Linked DNA regions of Mus musculus: region 1 is linked to region 2. The links are chromatin contacts, called in public Hi-C maps. All regions are on one chromosome and are shown on one strand. Each heading gives the region's core, a stretch centred on a gene start, on an enhancer-like site or on the middle of the called end of the contact. The rest is flanking DNA. Distances are from core to core; before and after follow the strand shown.

Region 1 (6,650 bases), core at 1,212-3,711, 89 kb before region 2:
ACTCTGGTACCCTCTGACCTGCTTCAGTTCCTTCTCTGGTCTTCTCTGGTCACATTTGTTTGTTGTTAATATGCTCGCATCTTCTTAAACAAAGTCGCTCTTCTTTCCACATTTTGACTCATTGCTCTCAGGAAGTAGTCAGAGCTTATCCTGGCCTGAGCTCTTGAGTCCAATATACCATCTGCCTCCTTCTCCAATTTTAGTCATCTCTATGTTTTATAGAGTCACAGCCTCAACCCGTTAGAGTTTAATGGGACCTTTGGGAGCAAGCCAACTCCATCATTTCACAGATGAGAAAATTGAGTCTTAGGAAGGGATGGATTACAATTTGTCTACTCTCCTCGAGCTAGTGAGTCAGAGGGGTTGGATCGGAGTGCTAGACTCTTAATTGAACCATGACAATAAGCCCCACTCTATCTACACTGATACTGATCAACTTTTTAATTTTCCTTAACATATTCTATATATGTTTTCCCTTGAAAGCATTAATGTTTCTGCAAAACATTTAAACAACCTGAATTTCTTTTCTCTTATTGAGGAAGTCTATTTGGATTTTGTTTTGGGTCTGAATTGGGTCCTTAGACCTGGGTAGTTTGGAGAAGTGAGGCTAATATTCAGCCAGGAAAGGAGGGAAATAAATTGTGCAGTGTTCTGCTTGGACAGTCAGCAGCAATTATTCAAACTCTAGACTAGACAAGGAAGGCAGAAATACCACATGGAGCCTTTCTGAAGTGAACCTCAGATTGACCTTATGTGCGACATTGTTTTTCACAGATCTTTTGCTGTGTGGAGAAAAAGGTAGGCACATTACTATTACATTTAAATAGATAAGAGTTAAGAGTGTCATCATATCTTTTACCAGGCCAAGTTCCAGATAAAGCACACTTGCAAAGGAATTTACTGGATGAAATGGGTACTGATATTCACAATAATCTAGTAGTCTGGCAGATAGAGTACTATAGTAAAAAGGACAGGTTGCTGTTTCAGGAAATGATGCTTCTTAGCATTCATCAGGATGTCTTATCCTCTCCTGAGGTCAAATATTTGCTGATTCAGAAAGGAAGGGTGCAATTAGTTAATGAAATTAGCCACTATGTCACTTAAAAAATACTTAACTGGTTGGGGTACTGGCTCAGTGGGTAAACTGCTGTGGATCTGTCCAGTACCCATGCAAAGATGAATATGGTAGCATGTGTGTGTAAGCCAGGGGGCTTCAACAACAAATAGGAAGTGGAGGCAGGAGTCCATGGGAGTTTTGGGCAGCCAGCCTGGTTATACAGTAGTGAAAAAGAGGCCCTGTCTTAAACAAGGTGTGACCTTCACAGGCTTTGTGGCATGTGTGTCTCCCATCCCCACATACTACAGCATACATAAATAGACATAGATTAAAAACAAATAACAAGACAGAACAACAAAACTAACCCTGTGGATATGAAAGGAGGGTTTTGTATTCATGGCAAAAGATAGAGTAAAAGCCATAGACTGTTAACTATGTAACCAGCCAGTTATAGAAATCCTCTGAATTTCACTAGCATTTTGCCATGCAAAGTGTCATATTATCTTTAAAGGTCCCCACTATTGGAGACATTTGCCAGTATTGTGGGTGTGTTCTTACAAGCCAATTAAAGACATTTGGCCCTTGGAGGACAACATTCCATCTTTGCTACAGCAAAAACAAGACAGAAAATCTGCAGCCTGATATACTGTGCCAGGTGCCACAGGAAGAAATTCCAAACTCTCTTTTAATCCAATTGACACATGCAATATTTATTACGGAGCAGTGAGAGTTCATTACTTCATCAATAGGCTGAGAGATTAGATGATTTCTTTTTCAATTGGATAACTGGCTTATAATAATGGAATTCTAGATCAGGTGCGAAGCAACCAGCCGTCTTTCTTTTTATCCCACATTTGGTGCTGCAAACAAGGCACCTAAATTAGTTGAGGAACAAGCTGGAAAGAGCTTGCCTTCAGAATCATTTCCAGCAATGGGCTAGCTACTCACTGGAAATTATACAGCAAGCATTTAAAAAGCTGCCTTTGTCATATTTTCTGTGTTTTGCTGGCTGGGATTTCAGGCCAAACAAAGTTAAACCAGCTCTGTGGAGGTGGCTCTATTGCTTTCTTCCACAATTTTCACATTCTCTCTATATTACTCAAGTACTCCATCCTTAACAAGCTGCAGATGTTGCCTTGGGGAAGGACAATTGAAGCTGACTGTGTATACTTTCAGTAATCCTGGGATACTTTTGGGATCTCCACAAGTAGAGTTTGTATTGAAAACACTTGACAACTGTAAGATACCAATGACCAGAGGACTTGGGTCCGGATTCGATGCCTTCCTAGAAGACTGATGTGAGTCCTCCCAGAAGCTCTGTGGAGGGGTCATAGAACACACAGGTGAAAGGGGCACCCACAGTCTCCATTTCTTAATCCACTCACTCTGTGAGGGTGTTTGGCTGAATCAGCATCTAAGAATTTCTTCTCACTGTGTGTTCATTTCCCACCTTTGGATGCCAGTGGGGATTGAACCTAGAGCCTCTTATATTCTCAACAAGTACTCCACCACTAAGTGTCAGCCACCTGCCCAGACACACTCATTCTTCTTCAATTTTATGTTTCCGGGTGAAGGTTATTTTTTCTCAGTTTGAAAAAATTAGAGTCACCTCAATAGAATTCCCTCCACCAAACTGGCCTGTAGTCATACCTGTGGAACATTTTCTTATTTGCAACTTGATTCAGGAGGGTACCAGCTCACTGAGGGTGGAGCTATCCCTATGCAGGTGGGCCTGAGATGTACCAAAATGTTTAGCTAGGCAAACCTGGGAAGCAAGCCATTTAAGCAACATACTTCCTTGGTCTCTGCTGTACTTCCTGATTTGGCTTTCCTCAGTGATGTAGACTGACCTTATAAGCCAAACGGTCCTTTCCTCCATCCAGTTGCTTTTGATCATGGTGATTATCACAGCAACAGTCACATGTACAGACACACACAGTTGTTGTCAAGAAGAAACAAAACACTGTGCCTGCCTTCCTTATACGTTGGTAGAGGGACAGGGTCTTGCTTGCCAAGTTTCAGCTTTGTCTGGGCAGATTACTTCTTACACTGATCACAAAATAAATACCTGATATTTCCTGTAAATGTTCTATTTTTAAGTACGATATTAACCTGCCCAAAACATTGTGTTTGGAATCTAAATATTTGAATCAAAAGCCAAAAAGTTGTACATTGGGTGCCAGTCTTCTTCCATATTTTATATGGCCCAATAAATGTTAATGAGGTAATCATAAATAATTTAAATGGAACACTTTGACGTAAGAGTGTGAAGAGTCAGGGATGGTGAATTATAGCAGTTATAAAAATTATCTGGAGGAAAAATATGGGGCTTCTTTGTAGGGGTTGCCCATGCTACTTTCCGATTTTAGAAGCTAGAGACCTATTTCATTCAGAAAAGGGCAAGAGAGTGGGTATTACTGGGCTGCAAGATGATTCCACAGGTAAAGATGCGTGCTGCCAAGTCTGACAATCCAAGTTCAATCCTGAGTACACATGGTACAAGGAGACAACCAACTCTAACACACTCTCCTCTGACGTCCACATGATTGATGTAGTATGTACACTCTTAAGCTAAATAAATAAATGCAATATTAAAACTTAAAAATAAAAATAAAACAACGTTTGGTAACAACTGGTGCAGGGTGAGTGTAGGAAACCACCCGGAAGGTGTGGAGGTAGTTGTTTGGCTTCTCCTCTTGTCTTCCTTGCTATCTTCCTTTCCTGGACTCAAGCCTAGAGACTCACACATGCTAAGCAAAGACCTCTACCACTGACCCACACCTCTACTCCATTTTAATTTTTGTTTTGCATCAGGTTTCTCATGTGTTCCTCCTGCTTCGGTTTCTGAGTAACTAGTATGATAGGTGTAGAGAATGCCTCCCCCCCCCCCCAGCCCCCATCTTTCCAAAGGTTTGGTTTAAACTGCGCAAACCCTTTCCTCCCCAACTTGCTTCTTGGTCATGATGTTTTGTTCAGGAATACAAACCCTATGACAATCATTTCCCTATTCCACCCACATTTTAACACTATAATAAACACAAAAGGATATCTAACATTTTATTAGACAAAGTATAAGAAATTACAAAACTAGACTAAATTCAATTTGAAAATGTCTGAAATTTTTATTTCATGATTATGGTTAACATTTGTTGCTGGGACAAAAATAACAATTTAAGGAAGGAAGGGTTTACTTGAGTTCATAGTTTGAAGGTGCCCTTCATGCCAGAGATGTCATGGCAGCTGGACATGGCTGTGCATGCTGTATCAGCACCGGAGGGAGATGGATGCTGGTATTCAGTTCATGGTCTCCCTTTTGTTCCTTGCAGGACCTTAGCCCGTGAAATGGTGCTGCCCACCTGTGGTAAGGTAAGTGGTGTCCCATGTGTGTAGAGCCATTATTGTCTTCCAAAGATCTGGTGGGGAAGGTCCCCAAACAGGTTCTAATCCCAGAGCACTATCTCTGGAGTCAAATAGACACAAGTTTGAGTCCAGACTCATACGATCCACATCTCCAAGATCATGGAGGTATCTATGTCTAAGGACTTCCCACCTCAGTTAACCGAATCTGAGAAATCTCTCCCAGGCATGCCTGGGAGATTTGTTTCCAAGATAACTCTAGATTCTGCCAGGTTGACAAGTGGTAGCTGTAACACATGTTAACCAAAGTTCCTAAAGAAGAGGAGTTTGCCAGCTTTAAGATACACAATGGAAGGCGCCATATGTGTGTTCCCAAGGTGACTGGCACAAAGCACTGTTAACATGTGTGTTTTTTCTTCCAGCCCTACACTATGGAATAATGACTCAGATTCAAAGTATTTCTACTGATACCTGGGCCATATAGCTAGGTTTACTCTTTGACTAGCTAATAACTTAAAATAACCCATTTATCCTGGGTTCTGCCATGTGATGGCTTACCTCTGCTCAGGTACCATGTGTCTGTCCTCCTCACATCTTTTCTGGCAATGTCTCCTGAGCCTGGCTCTGTCCCAGAATCCTTTCTGCCTATTGGATATGCCACATCATATTCTACCCTTTCCTGTAGGCCATAGCTTGTTTAATTGACAAGTGAGGCATCCATACACTACACAGGCTATTCTTTCTACAAAGCCCCTGTGACCTGTACTTCATTGTATACAATTCAGCAGTGTCCTGAAGCCTGAGACTGACTTCAACATAGCTCAAAATCGCTTTGCAAAGTGTTTGGTATACAATATGTGGTTTTAGGATTTAAAACTATGCCTGGGGACACACTCAGTTCATAAATTACCTGATATGCAAGTATGATGACCTAAGGCTGGAACTCTACCATCCATATGATGTAAGCCCAGTGCTCCCAGGATCACTGGGAAAGAGGCATGAGTCAGGATATCACTCGAATGTATTGGTTAGCGAGTCTAGCCACATAGATAAACTTCAGATACTGTGAGAGACCTAACCTTAAAAAGGAGTGGGGAGAGTAATAGAGGAAGTCATTGGTTGTCAGCCTTTGGCCTTCACAGGTGTTCAAAAATGTAAGTGCACCCCATCTATACTCCACACTAACACAATCTCTCTCTTCCTTCCTTTCTCTCTCTCTCTCTCTCTCTCTCTTTCACACACACACACACACACACACACACACACACACACACACACAAAAGCTAAGAAAAACAAATATGTACCAATTATAAAACTTCTCTAAGGCATATTTCTACATTATTAATATATAATTTTTATGGAAAATAGCATAAAATAATAATTGAGGTAACCTAATTGCCTTAATGTCAGCTCACTGCCTAGGACCAATTAGAATCAAAAAGGGATGAGCGTGCTTCCATGGTGAGGTAGACTCAGAACTTTATATGATGGCACTTCCCAGGGTGTGAGTTGGAAAGTTTACAAAAGATGAGGGCTCTTGTGAAAGGTGAGGTGAAAAGCACTGTAAATCAGACTTGTGTATTTGAACATTTTGTCTACAGATGGTGGTGTCATTTCTGGGGTTTGTGGGTCAGCCTTTAGGAATCGAGTTCTGGTTGGCTGAGGTGGGTGGGAGATTGAGGCATGTCTCAGGTTATAATGTAGCTTATTTTTGGCCCCCTTTCCTTCTTCCTGGCTCTGGGCCACAGTGTGAATAGCCTCTTGTACTCTCTCCCATCGACCCAGAGCTGTCCTGCCATGACTGTCCCACTATGATGAATGGAAGTTCCTTTGAAACCATCATCCAAATAAATCTCTCACCCCTAAGTTGTTTCCATTAAATATCTTGTCGTAGTAATGAGAGAAGTAACTGGCACAGGAGATGAACCATTTGTAGTAGTAATAGAAGGTACTAGATGTTCTGTCGGTCTGTGTGTGTCTCATGTAGCGTAGGCTGGCTTAAAATTTGTTATACAGCTACATATCACCTTTAGAGTGCTGAGAATATAGGCAAGTGTCCTGACACCTAGTTTACACAGTACTGGGGCTCAAACCCAGGACTTCATGCATGCTACCAAGTCATTCACATTTTCAGGCCTGAATCTCATTCACCCTCAGCTTTCCCAATCATAGGAGCAATTGATGACAATTGCCCAGTTGTAATGGCTATTCCTGTGAGCTGCTGTGACAGTGATGA
Region 2 (6,701 bases), core at 945-3,444:
GTACTGACCAAGTATCAGTGGAGTAACCTATGGTAGAACAGGTAACCAGTAATGCCTGACCAGTGTCGCTCTTCAGATAGATGTCCACACACTGCTGGTACTAGGACAGACCTTCTGTCTGGCCTTTCCTAGGAAGATGCAGCCCAGCAGATCAACAGCCAGTGTTTTGGCTACTCCATTATCCTTGTAGAATGTTTAATCTAGAGGGTCCCTGAGTTTCAGTGTTCCTGTATTTTCATGAGAGTCCCTATGAAGCCTGGAGAATGGAAATTCTAGTGGGAAACGGAGATCTTTCCAAAAGATCTTCCTGAATGACTTCCTTTTGAGATTCTGGAAGAGGTTGTGTATATGTGAGGTAGGAAGTGGGGGGGAACATTCTTCAGCTTCTGGCTGGGCTGGCAGCCCAAAATTCTCCCCTTCCGAACCCCGCACCATATGGATACAGGAAAAAAACATAAAGGAAGTGTTCTACACCCTTGAGGAATGGATTGTGGGGGGTGAGATTGGGAAGAAGGAGGAAGGCACATTGCTGCCAGCAGCTTTGGACTAGCCGCAGCAGAGCTGGGGAGATGTCCCAATAACCATTTCAAAAGGCCCAGCTGGTCCTGCACTGCTGCCAGTCCTGATGACAGCCTGGGGCAGGTGTGCAGGGGGACCCATCTCATTTCCTTCCTCTCAGTTGCTCTGGCCCTTTTGGAGGAATGTCTCAAACAGAAAGCCACTGGAGAGCAGCCCCTGATTCAAGTTCCTGGGCCACATCATTAAACATAGTCATATTGGGAGCCACCCTTTCCCTTGCCAGGGAGAATGCAGTTACAAGCATACAAATAAATACTCCTAGTGCATAGGAGGCCCATCTCTTTTGTTATCACACAATTTCAAACTTGTAGGAGAGGAAGCATCAGCGAGCAAAGCCCCTTTCTCCTTCTCTTTCTCACTTACTCCTTCCTTTCTTCTTCCCTTCCTTCCCTTTGCCTTTCTGCTGTGATGTTGAGGATCAAACATAGGTAGTCCTGGACCACACAGCTTCACTCTCTGCTGCCCAGAACTCCACCATTGTGAATTAGGGATCTGGAGGAGGCAAATGTCCTGCTTACTGATGCCGCCATTGACTCATTGTTGGCTGAATTTGCTGATTCCTCCTCATCCATCTTTCCAGTCCTAGAACCTAACAGTGCCCAGTTCTGTAGACCGATTTTTTTTTTTTTTTTGGCATTTTGGTGTATGTCCAAGAAGAGATGAATATACCTAAGTGGTGTCTTAATTTTTAACGTATTTATCCTGTGACTATCTAGTGTCATGAACAACTGGAAAAATAGAAATTGTGATTTTGTATTGTTGTCTTTATTAGGTGTAAAAACTTGGAAAACATGGACAGAAGGAACTAAATATTAGCTGAAAATTAGACACTGTAGGACAGAGCATCTTCAGCATTTTTCACAGTTGGTCAATATTTTGATCATATAATCATCAGTGTTGAGAGGATCACTTCATATAAATACACAGTATACAAAATGGCAGAAGTATGCTTATGACCATTTTAGAATTTCTTTCCTGACTCAAGACAAAATTAATTTAACAATTTTTACACTGAAAGTCAAGTCACCAGCTCACATGGCAATTTGTAAGACTAATTAATACAACTCAAAATTATACCAACTATATACTTACATACTGAGGACAGATTCAGGGAAATATTAAAAGTCTTTTCTCTGTGTAATTAAACATTATATTTCTGTAAGAGCAGAAAGCTTGGTATGTACAGTAAAAATACTAAAATTCATAGCACACAATAATTCTTGAATCTGAGCCAGGGTGGGACCGAGTGTCGAGACATCCTGTGCAGTTCAATGAGCACAGGCATGTTCAGAAACTAGGCTGAAGCGAGGTCTTTTCCTAAAGCCCAGGTTTGTGCCCCCAGGAACATTTCATATGCGTTATGCATTTGATTTTGAGTTAAGTTTTGGTCATTGAACATTTTAAAAACGTTTATTGCTGCTGTTTTCTTTCTCTTTTATACTGAGGGGATCTGAGCCTCTTTTTCAGAAGTTGAGAATTAGAAGATCCAGCAGATGCAAAATGGGCTTATAGGTGGGAGAGATCTCAGCAGCTGGCAGGCAAGCAGCGAAGGACGAAGGACGGCGGACGGCAAGAGCTGCTCAGACACGAGCTGGATAAGAGGTCAGCAGTGTCCTGCAGTGAAGACAGCTGGCAGGACTGGAGCCAAGAAGCAACTAATGAAGGCAGGGCCCTCACAGCAGAGCACAGAAGCAACTGCAGAGATCTGAGGTGGGCTGCTGTGGGCTGAACTAAGTTATGAGAAGGGCAAGGGTCAGCCTTTCCAACTTGGACCTCGTGTCTTACCTGCATCAACAGCAAAGCGGACTGGATATTGAGTCTGGAATCTGTCAAGGCAGATTTCTCTAAGTTCCTCTGACACTAATCTGGAAATAGTTTAAAGGCAACAGAGGCTTCGGGGTTTTGGATGGTGTGTGTGTCACTGTGTTACTTGGCAACATTGCCTACAATTTAGAAAGGTGGGTGTTGAGAGCATCCTGACTATTCAGCCCAGAGTGGATCCTCAGTGTACAAAGAGAATGAGTTTAATGGTAACTTGGTGAGAATTTACATGAAAGTTTCTGGAGAAAATCTACTAGTGACAAAGGCTGGTGGTAAACCACAGCAAAGAGTATGTCAGAGATTCTAGAGTCAAATGTTTGTGATGCTTGTTCAGAGTAGTGCCGAGTAAGAGACACACTGGACCAGATGTACAGGGTATATGGGGCTAAAACTCTGGTGAAGAGGAAGGCAGGCCTAGTAGGAATCTGAAGCATTTGAATTATAGATGTTCCTCTTCTTGCCTTCTTTTGTTTCCTGCTCCCAGGTAATTTCCTTAGTGAAATATGAATTGCATAGATGGAACTTGATAGTATGCACATTCTTTGCAAAAGGCAGTTTCAGGGTTAATATGCAGTAATAAATAGATTTTCTGCTGTATAGATTTCTCTTGATATGCGTTGTTAACACCACATAATCATTAACATAAGAATCTGGGCTAGGCTGGTGGCTCCTACCTGTAATCCCAGCCTTTTAGAGGTAGAAGTAGAAAGATATGAGGCCAGTTTAGGCTGCATAGCAAGATATTGCCTAAAAAACTAAAACATTCATTCCTTTGTTATTGTTTTAATTAACATAATTGTTTTAATAATTATAGAAATGAGTAGACTTCCACATGATAGTTCTATATGTCAGTATGCTATATATTAGTCATCACCCTTCTTTGACCCCAATCAGATTAGTGTGTCAACTGGTATTATGCAGGCCTTTATCAGGCAACCATATTGTTGAGATTTCATGGGTGTAGTTTCCCTGTCATATATAGAAGGTATGATCTTGCAGCAAATGCCCTGGTCCCCTGGCTTTTACATAAAAATGATCTCTTCTTCCTTTGACAGGAGTTTGTGATGTGTATGAGTAGTTTGTTGGTAATCCCATATTTTTGCTGACTGATGAAGTGGAGAAAGGTAAGATAGTACATGGAGGATGTTACCAACGTCCCTTTATGTCCCTTCCAGGTCGCAGCACGTAAATATCTTCTCAGCCTCTTCTTAGGTGTCAGCATATTGGGTTGTAGAAAGATTCAGTGACCCAGGAAGATCACATAAAACCCTTTTTGTCATGGAGCTTACTGCAAGTGTCCCTGGATCCTTCTTCCCGAATCATGGTGACTAATGGCCCCTGACAAATTTCAGTCAATACCGACTCATCTGATGGGAGCAGTCACTGTATATCATGTGTGCTAACCTACAGGGCCCGCCTGCCAATAGCATGAAGTGTATCCTCACTTTACCAGCTAACAGGATAAATAATAATAACAGGACTCAAGAAGCCTCCTTCCTCATCCCTTTCATATCAACTTACCTGTGTGCTGATGTTCTGGGACTCATGATAGAGAATGGGGTCAAAGGTCTGGAAAAGGAAAGGAATATGTGTGGGGCTTATTTTCTCCTCTAATGTGGTGTGTGTGTGTGTGTGTGTGTGTGAGTTCACTTTTATATATGGAGGCCAGAGCTCAAAGTCCTATTTTCTTGAATTGTTGTTTTAGTTGGTATTTCATTGCTGTGAAGAAATACCATGATCATGGCAACTCTTATAAAATAAAATATTTCATTTGTACTGGATTACAGGCTATGAGGCTTAGTTCATTATTCTCATGGCAGGGAGCATGAAGGCATACAGGTAAACAGGGTACCAGAGAAGGAACTGAGAGTTCTACATTCAAATCCAGAGGCAGCAAGAAGAGAGAGAGAGATACTGGGCCCAGGGTTGAGCATTTGCAAACTCAAGGCTTACCCCCAGTGACTCACTTCTGCCAACAAGAGCAGACTTACTCCAACAAGGCCAAACTTTCTAATAGCTGTTAATTAGCATCACTTCCTATGACCAAGCATTCAAATATATGAGCCTACGGGGCTCATTCCTATTCAAACCACCACAGTTGTCCTATATTTTATTTCTGAGACAAGTCTCTCACTGAACCTAGAACTCACTGATTTGGCTAGGGTGACTGTCCAGTAAGCCTTGGGGATTGCTTTATTTCCATGTCCCCAATTTTAAGATTAGAGTTGCATGTCACTGTGCCTGTTTGGTTTTGCTTGTTTGTTTTCATGGATTCTGGGGTATTGAAGTTGTTCACAACCCTCAAGTTTGTGATGGATTTTCTCACAGAGCTGTTATCCCAAACCCCTATCCAACATAATTTAATCAATAATAACAGAATGAACCAGGGCAGAATGAACCCTTCACTAGACCTCTCCCTTCTAGAAGCAACCAAAGAGAACAGAAGGTTGTGAACCCACTTGCAGGGCATCAAACTCTGAGCAGGGATAATTTATTCCTACAAATCCGACTTCTCTTTTGCTAAGAATATATGGTAATCCATTTGATATTAGTTCTGTGTCATAAGCTATCACTAGATGATGGTGGCAAGCCTAGGCTAAGTTATACCATTACTAGAAATGATGATGTGTGTACACACGACAATTTCTCATTAAGTCATCATCGGAAAACAACACATCAACCAGCTTTAGCTATATGAGGCTTGTTGACCAACCATCTCTTTCATTCTTCTGACTTTTGAGACATATGTAGTTTGACATGAGGTTTATCGATAACAGTCCTGAAGTTCATGTGATTCTGGTTTTGCCTCTGGAAAATGTTTTTCTCTAATTAGCTGAGTCATAATACAAATTAGAGATCATTTTAGAACAGAACTCCTTGGGGTGATCTACTATACACAGGCTTACAATGGAACTGTCCATGACAAAATGAATATAGTTCCTGCTAAAAGTATTTGATTTAGTTTCATTTTTTATCTTTTTTTCATGTATAAACTTAAATGACCAATGATAACTAGTTCTAAGGCATGTGGCACGATAATCCCAAAGGCATAGGAGATATTTTCTCATGGTTTTGCAATTTCAGATACAGCTGAAGATTAGTTTGTTGTGATACAAAACACCTCATCCTCTAGAAAGTACCCTAAAACGTAAACAGGCTCTCTGATATAGTCACCAGATGACCACAATCTACCTACAATGTAGTCCAGTAACATGAAATGTATTGGTTTGAAAAATCTCCAGATTCCAACAGGGCATGTTGCATACTCATTTAATCTCAGCACTTGGGTAATAGAAGCAAGTGGATCTCTCTGAGTTTGAAGCCACCTTGGTCTACACAGTGAGTTCCAGACCAGTCCAAGCTGCATAGTGAGATCCTGTCTCAAATAAATAAATATTTGCTGATTCTACCCAATTGTCATTTCCATATCTATAAGCTTACAGTTAATTTCTGATGGGTTTCTAGTTAGTCCCATTATTGTTAGAAGTCTTTCATTCTTGGTGTGATTTGATACATATTACCACAAACCTTTTCTGTTTTTCTAACACTTCAGCAATTTTAGGCATTAGGCTTCTAATTAAATATGAATCTACCACTTTATAAGATCTCATTTTTTACAAACTTTAGTAGCTAGGGGAAGAGATGAGAAATGTTTTTAATTTGACCTCAACTAAACTCAAGGGCAATGTAAGTTTTATTGAGAAATAATTTACAATTTTCTCAGATGTTACTCAGAAAAAATGAAGTCAAAACAAACAAATTAAAAGGGAAGCTGAGAAGCAAACTAAAGCAGAAGAACTAAAGTGTAAGTGATTGCTTTTAGTAACCAGACAGTGGGATCCACACATGGTGGATTCTAGAGAGGGCATACATTCCTATCTTCCACTATCACAAAGTCTTGTTCAAATGTTTCTTTCCTGTCTCTCAGGTGTAACTAGGGACACCCATGAGGTGATCATTTTGGAGTTTTGGTTTCTTTAAAAACCACATGAATATTATGGAAATGTGTTTTCTTTTTTATTTATTTATTTATTTATTTATTTATTTATTTATTTATTTATTATATGTAAGTACATTGTAGCAGTCTTCAGACACTCCAGAAGAGGGAGTCAGATCTCGTTAAGGATGGTTGTGAGCCACCATGTGGTTGCTGGGATTTGAACTCTGGACCTTCGGAAGAGCAGTCGGGTGCTCTAACCCACTGAGCCACCTCACCAGCCCATGTGTTTTCTTTTTAATCACATGTATGGAATATGGGGCTGCTGCAGATTGTCCATAGCAGCTGGCTGTAATTTGCCCCG

Evidence for each region. A called contact is a pair of places that touch in the nucleus more often than the background predicts.
Region 1: a Hi-C map of the N1E-115 cell line shows a contact between it and region 2, with 3 times the contacts expected there. The contact joins two enhancer-like sites. A contact is called at or near these places in 1 of 15 datasets of contacts at CTCF or cohesin (the NIH/3T3 cell line), 1 of 484 Hi-C or Micro-C datasets (the N1E-115 cell line) and 1 of 115 datasets of contacts at active chromatin or transcription factors (embryonic stem cells).

What each region holds. Positions count from the first base shown.
Region 1 is chr3:21,855,117-21,861,766 of GRCm38.p6, reverse strand. No RefSeq gene overlaps it. Among named protein-coding and RNA genes, the nearest start is that of 7530428D23Rik, 58 kb to the right of the region's middle. Within about 2 kb of position 2,461, at least 8 of the 459 cell types and tissues checked have an H3K27ac peak or open chromatin away from gene starts, as enhancers often do. A contact at or near this core is called in the N1E-115 cell line, where this site is marked.
Region 2 is chr3:21,765,869-21,772,569 of GRCm38.p6, reverse strand. The region is part of intron 1 of 7530428D23Rik (RIKEN cDNA 7530428D23 gene); the gene reads left to right. Among named protein-coding and RNA genes, the nearest start is that of 7530428D23Rik, 32 kb to the left of the region's middle. Within about 2 kb of position 2,194, at least 15 of the 459 cell types and tissues checked have an H3K27ac peak or open chromatin away from gene starts, as enhancers often do. A contact at or near this core is called in the N1E-115 cell line, where this site is marked.